2 separate regions of the Oryctolagus cuniculus genome follow, and region 1 is linked to region 2. Evidence: chromatin contacts called from public Micro-C data. All regions are on one chromosome and are shown on one strand. Each heading gives the region's core, a stretch centred on a gene start, on an enhancer-like site or on the middle of the called end of the contact. The rest is flanking DNA. Distances are from core to core; before and after follow the strand shown.

The links. Hi-C and Micro-C count contacts between places; a contact is called where the count stands out from the background.
Region 1: a contact with region 2 is called in a Micro-C map of ear pinna, with 4 times the contacts expected there. The contact joins the enhancer-like site here to the promoter of ADAMTS7 in region 2. A contact is called at or near these places in 3 of 6 Hi-C or Micro-C datasets (ear pinna, skin fibroblasts and an unstated tissue).

The regions. Positions count from the first base shown.
Region 1 is chr12:105,920,802-105,926,833 of mOryCun1.1, forward strand. ADAMTS7 (ADAM metallopeptidase with thrombospondin type 1 motif 7) reads left to right here. Exons shown (of 23, transcript XM_051834567.2): 20 at 1-67; 21 at 150-296; 22 at 666-828; 23 at 3,170-3,540. The coding sequence ends at 3,327. It overlaps TBC1D2B (TBC1 domain family member 2B), which reads right to left. Exons shown (of 13, transcript XM_051834568.2): 13 at 5,060-6,032. Among named protein-coding and RNA genes, the nearest start is that of ADAMTS7, 39 kb to the left of the region's middle. Within about 2 kb of position 2,765, at least 4 of the 8 cell types and tissues checked have an H3K27ac peak or open chromatin away from gene starts, as enhancers often do. A contact at or near this core is called in ear pinna, where this site is marked.
Region 2 is chr12:105,881,435-105,887,857 of mOryCun1.1, forward strand. It overlaps ADAMTS7 (ADAM metallopeptidase with thrombospondin type 1 motif 7), which reads left to right and starts at 3,500. Exons shown (of 23, transcript XM_051834567.2): 1 at 3,500-3,846. The coding sequence starts at 3,747.

The sequences.
Region 1 (6,032 bases), core at 1,515-4,014, 39 kb after region 2:
GCCGGCTGCCCGTCGGCTGTGTGCCACCGAGCCCTGCCTCAGCTGGTACACGTCTTCCTGGAGGGAGGTGAGGCCTGGGGGCCTGAGGTGCGGGCAGGGAGGGCCTCAGACCCTGGCCAGGCGCTGACCACCACCCCCTGCCCTCCCAGTGCTCCGAGGCCTGCGGTGGCGGCGAGCAGCAGCGGCTGGTGACCTGCCCGGAGCCGGGGCTCTGTGACGAGGCGCTCAGGCCCAACGCCACCCGGCCCTGCAACACGCAGCCCTGCACGCAGTGGGTGGTGGGGCCCTGGGGCCAGGTGAGCCGGGGGCTGTGGGCGCAGCAGGTGGGGCGTTGCGGGTGGGCTGTGCTCCGGCCCTGCCAGTGTGGGGTGGGGCTTTGGTTTGGGGCCTGAAGGAGGGGTCGGTGGTGCTAGGGAGGAGGGTGACGCGGACAGCACGGGCAAGGCCACGGCCCCATGGCAGGAACCGCAGACCGGGGTGGGTCAGGCGGCCAGGCAAAGGCCAGGGTGGCAGCAGGGGGCGGAGCTGGAAGGTTCAGGGTCTCCAAGGAGCTGGCGCTGGTGTCCTTGTCCCGGGCGCTGAGCCTGGGCGAGGTGGGCTGGGTGGACTCGGTGAGGCGTGGGAGTGGAGCTCCGCGAACCTCAGCTGTCCCCGCCTCCGTGCAGTGCTCGGCCCCCTGTGGCGGGGGTGTCCAGCGGCGCCTGGTCAAGTGCATCAACACCCAGACGGGGCTGCGCGAAGAAGACAGCGACCAGTGTGGCCACGAGGCCTGGCCCGAGAGCTCCCGGCCATGCGGCACAGAGGACTGCGAGCTCATCGAGCCTCCACGTGAGTGTCCCTGCACCCGGCACTGCTGTGGTGGGCGGGGCGTGGAGGGGGTGTGGCGTGGAGGATGGCGGAGGCGGGGCTCGGAGGCCGGAGGGGCGGGGTGAGGGGGGCCATCACACGTGGGCTGCTCCATTTTGGGTCTAGGCTCATGAGTGGTTATGAAGCTGCGAGATGCCAGGCAGAAGTGGGACAGAGCCTGGGATCAGAGTCGGGAGGGGTCTCCGCTGTGCAGGCTGCTGCGTCCAGCCTGAGGCTGCTGGAAGGCTGGGCCCCGGGGAAGCCCCCACCCCAGCTCTGGCCTGGTCAGAGGCAACCGCGCCCTCTCAGGGCCCCGCCCACCTCTGGCAGACTGTGGCTTCCTGGCCAGCTGGGTCCTCCTGCGGCCAGGGTCCGAGCCACGGTGACCATGGAGGCCCCACCCCTACACACACTTCCTTCCTGCAGCCCAGCTGCCCAGCAGTGCCAGGCACAGGAAGCCGGTGGCCCCCCGGGCGCTCGCCAGCTGTGGTCTTGAATTCATTTCCCTCACCGGGCCCCCACTTTCCTGCATGGAGGCACTGGCCACCCTAGTCCTGGCATGCATGGGCTCTGTGGGCAAAGGGCACCCAGGAGCTGCTCGGATAAGGTGGCCCCTTCCGTCCACGGTAGCCGCTGTCATTCCCCATTTGGAGGTCAAGGTCAGGGGGAGGGCTCAGGGCTGCCTGGGTGCCAGCCGAGGGAACCCAGCGGTTCAGCACTTGTGCGCAAAGAGCAAGCTCCCGCATCTATGGGCTGTGTGCTGCCCACCACCAGGACAGAGGCCGTGGCCATCGGCCTGGGTCTGCCTTGTCCCCTGTTCCAGCACGGCCTTCCCTGCAACCTGGAAGGCTCCGTGTTCCTGCCCGGAGTGGCCACTGCCCGTGTCCCTGGCAGGCATGGCTGCCCAGCCCCACACCCTACACTCAGGGCCACCTGCCCTGCGCCGGAGCGCCCTGGGCACTCATCCTGCCGGCATCGCTGATACTGCTGGGCAGGCCCGAGCTTGGTGTGGGATTCAGACACTTGGTGAGGTTCAGGCACGTACAGGCGACGCCTCACTCTCAGGGCTGAGTGGCCCCGACCCTCTGCCCCTCAGGGTGGTCTCAGGGCCAACAGCGACGTGGGGGGGTTATGCTCCCAGGTGGTGAGGACCAGCTGGGGGAAGGGAGCAGGAACTGGGGCCCAGGGCTTGCAAGGTGCCCCGCGTTGGGGGTGGGCTGCAGCTGGGGCCCAGGGCTTGCAAGGTGCCCCACATTGGGGGTGGGCTGCAGCTGGAGGACCCATGGGGTGTGGGCGTTGGGCAGCTGGGAGAACCTGGAATTCCCAGGATGTTTTGATGGTTCATGGGACTTTGTGGGAGGACGTTCAGGAAGCCGGGAAACTCCAGGGTGTGTGGTCACCATGGCGAGGCGGCCAACCTACCAGGGTGGCGTCCGCTTTGGGGGGTTAAGGACTGGGAAGGGAAGTGAGGCCCGGGAGCTTCTTCACACGCGTGGGCCAGGGCGCAGGCGTGCACACGGGTGGAGGTGCCACCTCGCCTCGTGCCCTCGGCCCAGCTGGGGACGTCCCAGGCCTGGGGCCTCCCGCCCCCTCCTCCCCTGAGAGATCCAGGCAGCAAGAAGGTCCCGGAGGCAGCTGGGGGTTGTCAGCAGCGGCAGCAGCCCCGGGAGTGAGGCCAGGAGGCTGGAGGCGAGCCACTTCCCAAAATAGCTCTGATCACACGGGGCACGAGGGCCAGCCAAGCTGCGTGCAGCCGCCCTCCCTCCCCAGGGGGCCCATGCTCAGCCCCAGTTTCCGCTGAAGCCCCGGATGGCCCCGGGCCCACCCTCGCTCAGGGCTTCACTACCCAGCAGAGAAGTGGGGGCCGTTCTGGGCGGTGGACTCGGCTCTGGTCTGCCCCAGACTGCTCCTGCGGGGGTGGTCCCAGAGGCCAGGCAGGGCAGGTGCACTGGGACAGGGGGGTGGCGGGGGTCAGAGGAGCCCTTTCTGCCCCCTGCCCCACTGCCACCACTGGCAAGACCTCAGTGGTTGCCAAGAGTGAGTGGGGAAGGACATGGAGTTGGGGCACCACCCCGGGCAGTCTCGGCTTCTCACAAGCATTTGAGGGGGTCGGAGGTGAGGTCTCGGGCCCTTTCCTCCAGACCTGAGCCGGCGTCCCCAGATTAGGGCAAAAGCAGGTGGGACAGAGAGACCCCTGCAGGCCCTGGGGTTCCAGGGGGCTGGGACAGCACAGGCAAAACCCCAGGGAGCCCCACTGTCTCCGGCACGAGGGCACGGGCTGAGGCAGGCGGGCTCTGACCTACCTGGCACACGCTGCCCCCAGGCTGCGAGCGGGACCGCCTGTCCTTTGGTTTCTGCGAGACCCTGCGCCTGCTGGGCCGCTGCCAGCTGCCCACCATCCGCGCCCAGTGCTGCCGCTCGTGTCCCCCCACCGGCCGCGGCGTCCCGTCCCGAGGCCATCAGCGGGTGGCTCGCCGCTGACCCGCTCTACTGGACGCACAGACCGACGATGACAACGATGACGCACGGACCTCAGCGCCCCAGCAGGGCTGCGGCGGCCCCGGCCCCGCGGCCCAATGGTGCTAACCCCGCCGCGTGGGCAGGCTGGGGATCCCCTCAAGAAAGGGTATTTTTTTATTCTAACAGTTTGTGTAACAGTTATAATTTACATAAATCAGCACCTACTGTTCCGGAGCACGGCGTGGCTTCTGCGTGGATCCGGGGACCCTCAGCGGGAAGTGCCCCGCCCCCTCTCACCTCCAGGCCGGGTCTGCAGGGAGGCTCCGCCCCCACCTAACCCACATGGATGGCCTCGTGCCTCCTGCTCAGGCCCCCAGACGGCCCAGGCCCCCCACTCCCGGGTCCTGAGAGACCTGCGTGGGGATTCAGACACAGGTGCCCCCAAGCAGCAAGGCCCATCCTGTCACCATGGGGACAGTCCCCACCCCCGGGCGCAGGACCCCAGCTGGGCACCCTGGTCCCCTGTGGCACCCATCAACTCCTTCCAACTTGGTCCCCACTTGTCCCCTCTTCCATCTCCCTGGTGCTCAGGGAGGGGCTGGGGTGGGCGTGGTTCTCTCAGGGCAACCCCTCCCCCACTGCCCACCCGGTGCCCACCTCCTTCCCCGTTCCTGCAGTTCCGTGCCAGGGAACCTGACTGTGGTGCCCACGGCAGGGAGCTGGCGCGTGTGAGGTGCTTTGTGGCCTGTCCGGGGAGCGGGGTGCCTCCTAGCACTGCCGCCCCACCCTCACCCCCACCCCAGCTGGAGGGCCTTGGACTTGGCCCTTTGATCACAAGTCCCCCCCCCCAGGCCCTTTCTGCAAGTGGGGGACACTGAGGTTCAGACACCTACAGGCGATGCCTCCCACCTGCTCTTGTGGACCCTTGGGGTGGGGAGCCAGGGCAGGTGCTGGAAATCACTCCCTAGGACAGAGACCAAGGGCAAATGCCCTGGACACACAGGCCCAACTCAGGCCTTGAGCACCACCTTGGGCCCCTGACCGGGCAGGAGAGGGCCCGAGCAGCCCCTGCAGGTGGCTTTGAAGGCAGGCGGTCTGTCTGGGGACACTCAGGAAGGCGAGTCACCGAGGGCTGGCGAGAGCGGGCTGAGCACGCGGGCAGGGAAGTGGCAGCAGGGCCGGCCCAAGGAGGCCCTGGGGACCACGCTCCGAGTTAAGGGCTTTCCAGGGCTTAGTGCAAACTGCCTTTGGCAGTGACCCCTAGGGGGCTCCAGACCCACACGGGGCAGGGCAGGCATGGTGGCAGAGCCCTGTGGTCCTTGTCCCAGCTCTGCCCGTTGCCGTGTGCTGTGGGATCTCAGGAAGCTCCAGACACCGAGTCCGTGTCCCCGGGGCTCCGTGGGGCCGGGCCTGCTCCGTCTGGGGCTCCCGGAGCCGCCCTGCCCAACCCCTCTAAGACATTTGGTCTTAATCATCCCTGTTTTTCCAGTGACGGCTGGGGTGTCCCCAGCAGCAGCCCGGCAGGAGGCAAACAGGCTTGTGACTCAGGCTGGGCCTGGCCTGGGGGCAGAGGGCGGGGTGCTGCTGCACACACAGGCACCCCAACTCCCCGCCACGGCCCTTGAGCCCCCAGGGCCACCACCGCTGACCAAGGTAGCCCTTGCCAAGGCCCATGAGCAAACCCAGAGTGCGGGACGCCCGGCACGGCCAGGCCCCTCCCAAGGTGACCGCAACGGCATCTCAAGGCGCGGCGTTGTACAAATTAGTATTTTATTCTTGCTGTGGTTACCACCGCTCCAAAAGGTAACGTGTGCATCAGCGGCGAGGCCGCCACGTGGGAAAGGACAGAGTGGCCGGGCAGCGACCCCCCCAGCCTGCCCTGCGAGGACGCCCCATGGCAGGCCGGAGGCAGCGCCGCGCAGGGTGTGGGGGTGATGACACAGGCGTTTGGCCTCGTGTTTCCCTGACTTCCTCTGTCCACACAATGTAGAGACACCAGAACGGCTTCCCGCAGCGCCGGGCTGGGGCGAGCGGGGCCTCGCGCAGGAAGTCTGGCAGGCCCGCGGGAAACGGTGGCACCGGGCAAAGCGGCTGCGGGGGCCCCGGGCCTCACACACCCGTGCAGTAAGGACTTGCTATATAAAATAGATGTGCACGGTAGAGAAAAACCTTGATAAAATAGCCTATAAAAATAGAAACTGTAGTGAAAATATACACAAGTACTAACAGGGCCAATAAAAACCCCGTGGTCGCAGGAGCTGGCCGTCCCCACAGGGTGAGGGGGCCTCTGCTGGCCGGCACGGGCACAGGGCAAGCAGGCTGGGGCTACCCTGGGGCTTCCTGCCCGGGGGCGCCAGGCACAGCTGGCAAGGCCGCCCATGCAGGGCCACGGCTGGTGTTGGCACGGGTCCAGATGACAGCAGTGAGGCAGCCGCTGCCACCCAGGGCGCTGGCGGAGGTAGGGGGACCTCAGGGGCCCTCGAGGGGCGGGGGGGGTGGGTAGTGCTGGCTGCAAACCCTGGGGCCTGCAGCTCCGGGAGGAGGAGTCAGCTCGTCCCGCCCCCAGAGTGGGCCAGGCCCAGGGCTCCCAGGACTCCAGGCGCTGGTGCAGGAAGGCTCCCTGCAGGCCCCAGGGCGTCTCCTCCAGGTCTTCCCTGCTGTCCCACAAACCTGCTGCTTGGGGCTCCAGTCTCACCGCCCCAGCGGTAGTGCTCGCTCGTAAGATC
Region 2 (6,423 bases), core at 2,250-4,749:
CCCTCTATAGATTCTGATGCTGATTTCATCTTCAAAATATTCTTTCCAAGCCCCAAATTACATAACCGACTTCATTTAAAATGTTGGCAATGGCAAGTTCATAATAAGGTCCATGATGTTTTTACTCTTCTAAGCTCCAGTGCAGGCAGCACAAGTAAGTATTTGTTGGAAAAATAAAGGCATGGAATCATTTATTGATTTAAAAAACAGAAGAAAAAGTGATCCATGTAATTCAGCTTATCCAGCATCTTATTACCAGCAAGGATTCTGGTTTTCAAATGTCGAAATAACTATTTTCATTATGAAAGTTAATAAAGCACATGAAAAAGTTGTTAGAGGACAAAAAATGGGGGCAGAAAGAGCTCTGAAACACTTGGTGCATACAATGGAAAAAGCCTAAAATGCTTTCAGATGATCTCCAGACATGGGAATATGGAACATTCTTTGCTAAAACAATGGCATGAAAAGGAGAGACAAACACAGTATTCAAAAGAAGAAAACAGCCAAGGCAACAGCCAGGCTGCAGAGGCAGGGGTGGGGGGGAAGAGACCCAGGGGTGGTGAGATTTGTGCCTAGGCTGGGTGAGGCTGGCTGCCCGGGCACGCACGCCCAGCCTTGGTCAGGCTCCCAGATGGGTCTCCCTCCTGGAGCCAGCCCCCTGGGGTTCGAGGGCTAGGGATGAAGTGCATACTTCCTCCAGGAAGTACCAAGAGTCGCTTTGGAACTCCCCACGGCTCTGGGCAACCAGCATTTAGTAGGTGGTTCATTGAGAAGTCCCTGGAGAAGGGGAGGGGCCCCCTCCCACCCGTCTGGTTGTGTGTGACGGACTCAGACAGAGCCCAGAGAGGAGGGGCCTTGAAGAAACAGACCCCCCTGAAGATAGAAACCCACACTGGCATCCAGGGAGGCGGTGCTGTGCAGTGGTTAGGGATGCAGGTGCTGCATCAGGCACTTCCAAATATGGGAACCCAGGTGAGCTACTTCCCCTCTCCCTGCCTCAGTTTCTCCATCTGTAAAATGAAGATAATACCAATAATACGTCCTGTTGGGAGGAGAATTGCGTGGAAGGCATGGTGATGGCCCACAAGGCACTGTGCTCACTCAGCATTACAATTCGCCTCCATCAAGTCGTTCCCACCGCCAAGTGGCAGCTAGGAAGGCAGGAGAGGCCACCCGTGAGCTGACGGATGGCTCTGGGTCCCCGGCGTTGTTTTAGGAGGGGACATTTTTGGGCACCTGGCATAGCAATCAGCAACCTGACTGAGCATTCTCCCATTATTTTGCAATTCTTGCAATTCATGAGGGTGGAAGAGACCCACCAAAAATAATGCAACGCATTTGGCAATGCCCATCTCTCAATGACAAACGTGCAAGCTCGCGACAGAAACACCACACAGGACTCAGTTCTACCGAAGGACCTACAGATGTCCCTTTGTGGACGGCAGCAGCGAGGTTTGGGAAAGAAGTTAAATGCTCATCAGCATCAGGAGACGGGCACGGTGCAGGTGCACGGAGGAACACAAAGAGACTGCAAAGGCTCCCGGAGAGGCGGCATTCAAAGATTTGTTTTCAGCGTCCACAGAACTGTGAAGAGCGCTTAGCAGGGTGTGGACAGCGTGGAGGCCAGGATGGGGGACACAGACAGAAGCAGGTGGCACTGGCGTTAGCCAGCACAACTCAAGGTTTGGAAGCGCACGCTCAAGGGCTGCATTTTGCAGAAGGCTCCGCTCTGTTTGGCCGGGGCAGCTTGCCAAAGGAGCAAGGGAGGTGGACGTGGAATTGGAAGGGGAGGGCTGTGCAGGCCCCGCCCCAGACCCTCTGCGTTTCTCGGGTTTCCTGTGTGTGCTGGGGGCTGGGATCACCAGCATCTAGCACCTCACAGGGTGGCGGGACTGGCAGACCTAGCGGAACATAGTGGCTTAGCGGGATTGTGGCCTTGGGGCTCTGGGGGCTCCGAGACAGCTCAAGAGAGACGTTTAGGAAGGGGTGACACGGTAGCTGGGCCTGCAGGATCACACCTTGTGAGTTCATGATCATCTTTTCCCTTTCACCCTCACATGACTGGCTCTGTCTGAAATTTCTATTTATTTATTAGAGACTGGCACAGAGAGGTCTTCCATCCACTGGTTCACTCCTGAAATGCCCACGACAGCCAGGGCTGGGCCAGCCTGGAGCCAGGAGCCAGGAGCTCCACCCAGGTCTCCCATGCCAGCAGCAGGGACCCAAGCACTTGGATCATCTTCTGCTGCCTCCCAGGGTGGGCATTAGGCTGCAACTGGCTCCCATATGGGATGCTGGCACCCCAGCCGGCAGCTTTACCCGCCTGCCACCGCGCCGGCCCCTACTGGCTGTTTCTTATTCTGATGTCAAAGCTCCAATATTTCTACCCTGCGGAGAAGTAGAACGCCCGCATTCTACTTTCAAAGCACCTCTCCTAGCCGGCCTCTCCACAGCCCTGGAGTTCACAGCTGGGCGTGCAGACCCCTGGGGCAGAGGCGGTGGGTGATGTGCCAGGCGGACCGAGCAGAGGAGGGGGGAGGAGGCAGGTGTACCTGGAAGTCACTGGGCAGCTGGGGGGGGGGCACTATGACTGTGACACCAAGAGGGCGAGGAGGGCAGAACCCGGAGAAGGGAGAAACGGCTCAGATGGGCGGGTGGAGCCCGAGCGGACAGCTCTTCTCTGGAGGGGTGATATCAGTCTCTCCACCAGGAGGCAGATGAGACCGGTTTGACATCGAGGGTTGGGGGCCGTGGAGGCCCCAGAAAGAGGGGGACACCCAAAGCAAATTCTGGGAGGGATTGGTGGGGGCTACTGCAGAGCCTGTGGCCTGTGGCGCCTGCTCCGCTGTGCAGAGGGAGGCGAAAGTGAGCAGGTGCCCCTTGCAGACGCTAGCTGCACTGAGCGGCCGTGTGCATGCGTGTGCACGGGGTTCAGCGAAGGCGGGAGGTGGTGGGAGGGCGATCCTCAGGCGGAAGCCAGAGCCAGCGCTGGGGCCACAAAGGACAGATGGCCGGTGTTCGAGGCGGAGTCTGGCCGGGGATGTGAGGCGAGGGCTGGCCGGCCTCCAGGCTCTCAGGAGGCCCCTGCCCTGGGCTGTGGGCTAGACGCAGGCAGCAATTGTGGGGAGCGCGCAGGCCTGGGAGCAGAATCTACCTCCTGACCCTGCCGCCTCTGCTGCCCCGCTGGGCGACCTTGGACCCTCAGGGTGCCTCCTGTGTCCCTGGCTGGCGTGGGGAGCACCCCCAAAGAGCGCCCTCCCTAAGCAGAAATTCCAGATTCTTCCCGTGTCGGGAAGCCCTGCCCGGCTCTACCGCCAGGGGGCGCCCTCGGCTGCTGGGCAGTCGGACGTCCGTCGGGGGGCGCTGCCCACGCCCGCCCCGAGGCCCGCCCTGGAGCAGGGGGCGGCCGGCGGGGCGGGGTGGGAAGGCAGGCGCGGGGCGGGGTCAGGAGCCCGAGGGGCGGGGCAGGGCCGGCACCGCGCTCCCCCCCCTTTCTTTCTTTCTCTCCATCTCGCTCTCTCGTCTTTTCTTTGCCTCCGCAGCCGGCCGAGGAGGGGGCGGGCCTTGCAGTCTTTGTTGCCCACGGACCCAGCGCAGCCGCCCGCCGGGCCGGAGTCGGGGCTGGGACGCTGGGAGCTACGGTCGGGCCGGGCATGTCCTGAGCCGAACCCGGGACCGGACAGCCACCGGACGGGACGGACGAGAGCGCGCGCGCGGGGTCGCCCGGCGGCCGCCTGGCCCCGGCCATGCCCGGCGGCCCGAGACCCCGCAGCCCCGCGCCGCCGCTGCGCCCACTCCTGCTGCTGCTCTGCGCCCTGGCGCGCGGCGCCCCCGGACCCGCACCAGGTGAGTGGCAGCCCCTCCTCGCCCCCCGACCCCGGCCTCGGCGTGGCCCCCCGTCCCCCCTGCGGATCTGGCTGCAGCCGGGGGCATCCCCGCTGCCCTGGCGCTTAGGGACCCGGGTGGGGTCGGGCGGGCCAGGGCGCGAACCTACCCCGCCGGGGAACCCTGCGCAGACCCCGACCTCGCTGTGGACCCCGCCGGTCGCCCGAAAGGAGCCTCTTCCGCTGCTCCGGCCGCTGCTCGGCCACCGCGGGTGCAGCAGCGCGCGCGCCTCTCGGGTCCCGCGCGCACTGGACGGAGCGCGGGTCAGCCGCACCGGCTTCGCCCCGCGCCCTCTTCGTGCGCGTCGTCCGGAGCGCGGGCTGTCCGGGCCGCGGGGCGCAGGGGGCGCACGGGTCCCGGTCGCGCCTCGGCCCCCGCCCACCGCATCGACGCTGCGGGCCGGGCCCTCGGCGGCGCGGGGGGCCGGGTCTCGCGCCGCCCTTGCACTTCCTGCCTCTCCCTCCCCCAAGAGCGAAGGCGCCGGGAGTGGAGCGCGGGGCCGGGGCGTCTTTGCCCGGCTCCGGGTTAACTCTCTCGGCCCCGGCGGGCCGGCCGGCCTCCGACGAGCCCCTGGCGCGCGTCCAGATCCCGCTGTGTGGCCGCGCTCCTGGAGAACCGAGGAGCGGGCCTGGGAAGATCCTCGCGGGATGGATCGGATGGCGAGACAGTAGGAAGGCTTTGTAGGGGAGGAGGCTCCGGGGCGCGCAGGGGCTGGAAGGGTGTGGAGCGGGCGCGGGCTCCCCGGGGCAGCATCAGCCGGGGCCGGGATTAGGCCAGCTCGCTGTGCACGCGGGCTTGTGCGTCTGGAAGTCGCCCGGGCTGGAGGAGCCTACGACGCTAACACCAGATTGAGAACTGGCTGGTGACGAAGTGGGGTGACAAAACAGGAGGTGGAGAGGGAGCCGGCATTTATTTGAGAGTCTTTAGTCGTGCTGATCATGACCACCAACCACCCCGCAAGGCACGCGGTGGGAAGCCCTTTTATGGGAATTCCTAGGGTTGGGCTCCTGGGCTGCTTGCACGGAGCAGGCACTGGTGAGCCGGGAGCCAGGTGGTGCCATCGAGGGAGCAGGGAACTGCCCCTGGGTCTGAACTTGGGTGCAGCCCCCTGGCAGCTGTGAGGAGAATGGGGGTAGGGGGCCGGAGGAGGCAGGACCTCATAGGAGCCTGGGGAGGATCAGGTGAGATACTGAATGTCTACTGCTTGGGGAGGGACTACTGACCGCTGTTAGACCCGTGGGAGTAAGGAGGCGGAGTTGAATCCTGCTGGTTGGGGGTGGAGACAGGCCAGGGACTCCCCCCACCCCACCCCCTCCCTCATCTGGGCACACCCTCCCCACAGATATGTGGCACCGGGTCTCTGCATTCTGATGTCACTCATGATTCCTGACCCCGTGGCCAGTGACCTCTTTATTATTTTCCTTGGAGCTGAGGACCTACGCCTGCGGCTCTTCCCGCTGAACGCTACCATCTCTGAAGCCAAAGGGGGCGGCTTGGGGTCACTTTTGGAAAAATGTGCCCCGATTTTTTTTTCCTCCACATCTGACAAACCCAGGGACTTGCTGGGACCTGGCTGTACTGCCCTTATCCCATGCTGCATTGCGCACGTGAGCCCCGTGTGCACGGCTTACGCCCGTGCTGTATTGCAGGCATGAGTCCGGCATGCACGTCTTTCTGTGCATAGGAGGGGGCACAGGGGATGGCTCATACGTCCCCCCTGGTTGTTTCTCCTTTGTGGCCTGAGCTGTGGGTCATTTGAAGGGCTGGACTGTCACTCAGGGTCTTGATAGGGGAAATAAACATGTTGGCATTTTTCTGGTAGCAGCTCCAACACGATAGTGCTGTCACCCAGAGGTGGTATTCAGAGCATTTGACACCCAGCATGGCAGGAGCTGAGTTCAATCAGAACGACTTGGCTGGCACCGCCTGGCAGTCTTGCGGAGTGGCACCTGCTGTCTCAGCTCCCAGGCAGAGCGCCTGCCCACACCGGATTGCAACCTGCAATTACCACTTACTGACACTTGGTGGCGCTAGTTTCACCACCGAGGTCTACTAGGGCCTGCGGGAAGCAACAGCTGAGATTTGTATTTTAACTCACCCCTCTTTGGAAATATTTTAATTGCAAAATGGTACATGTGTTCACTACAAAAAAGTAATGCAGAAGGAAACAGAATAGACGTTTTTGTCATCAAAATCCATCCTGTAAGTCTTTTATGTTTTTCCTTTTGATTAAAAAATTTTATTAAGCCATTAGGCAAAGAGATAAACCAATTATTATTATTTTTTAATTTGGAAGGAAAAGTGGCAGAGAGATGGAGGGGAGACGGAGAGGTCTTCCATCTGCTGGTTCACTCCCCAAATGGCTGCAGTGGTGGGGACTGGGCCAGACCAGACCAGGGCCGGGAGCCTAGAACTCCATCTGGGTCTCCCATGTGGGTGGCAGGGCCCAAGCACTTGCGCCATCTTCTGCTGCTTTCCCAGTGGCATTAGCAAGAAGCTGGGGTGCAAGTGGAGCACCCAGCACCGGCACTGGCGCTC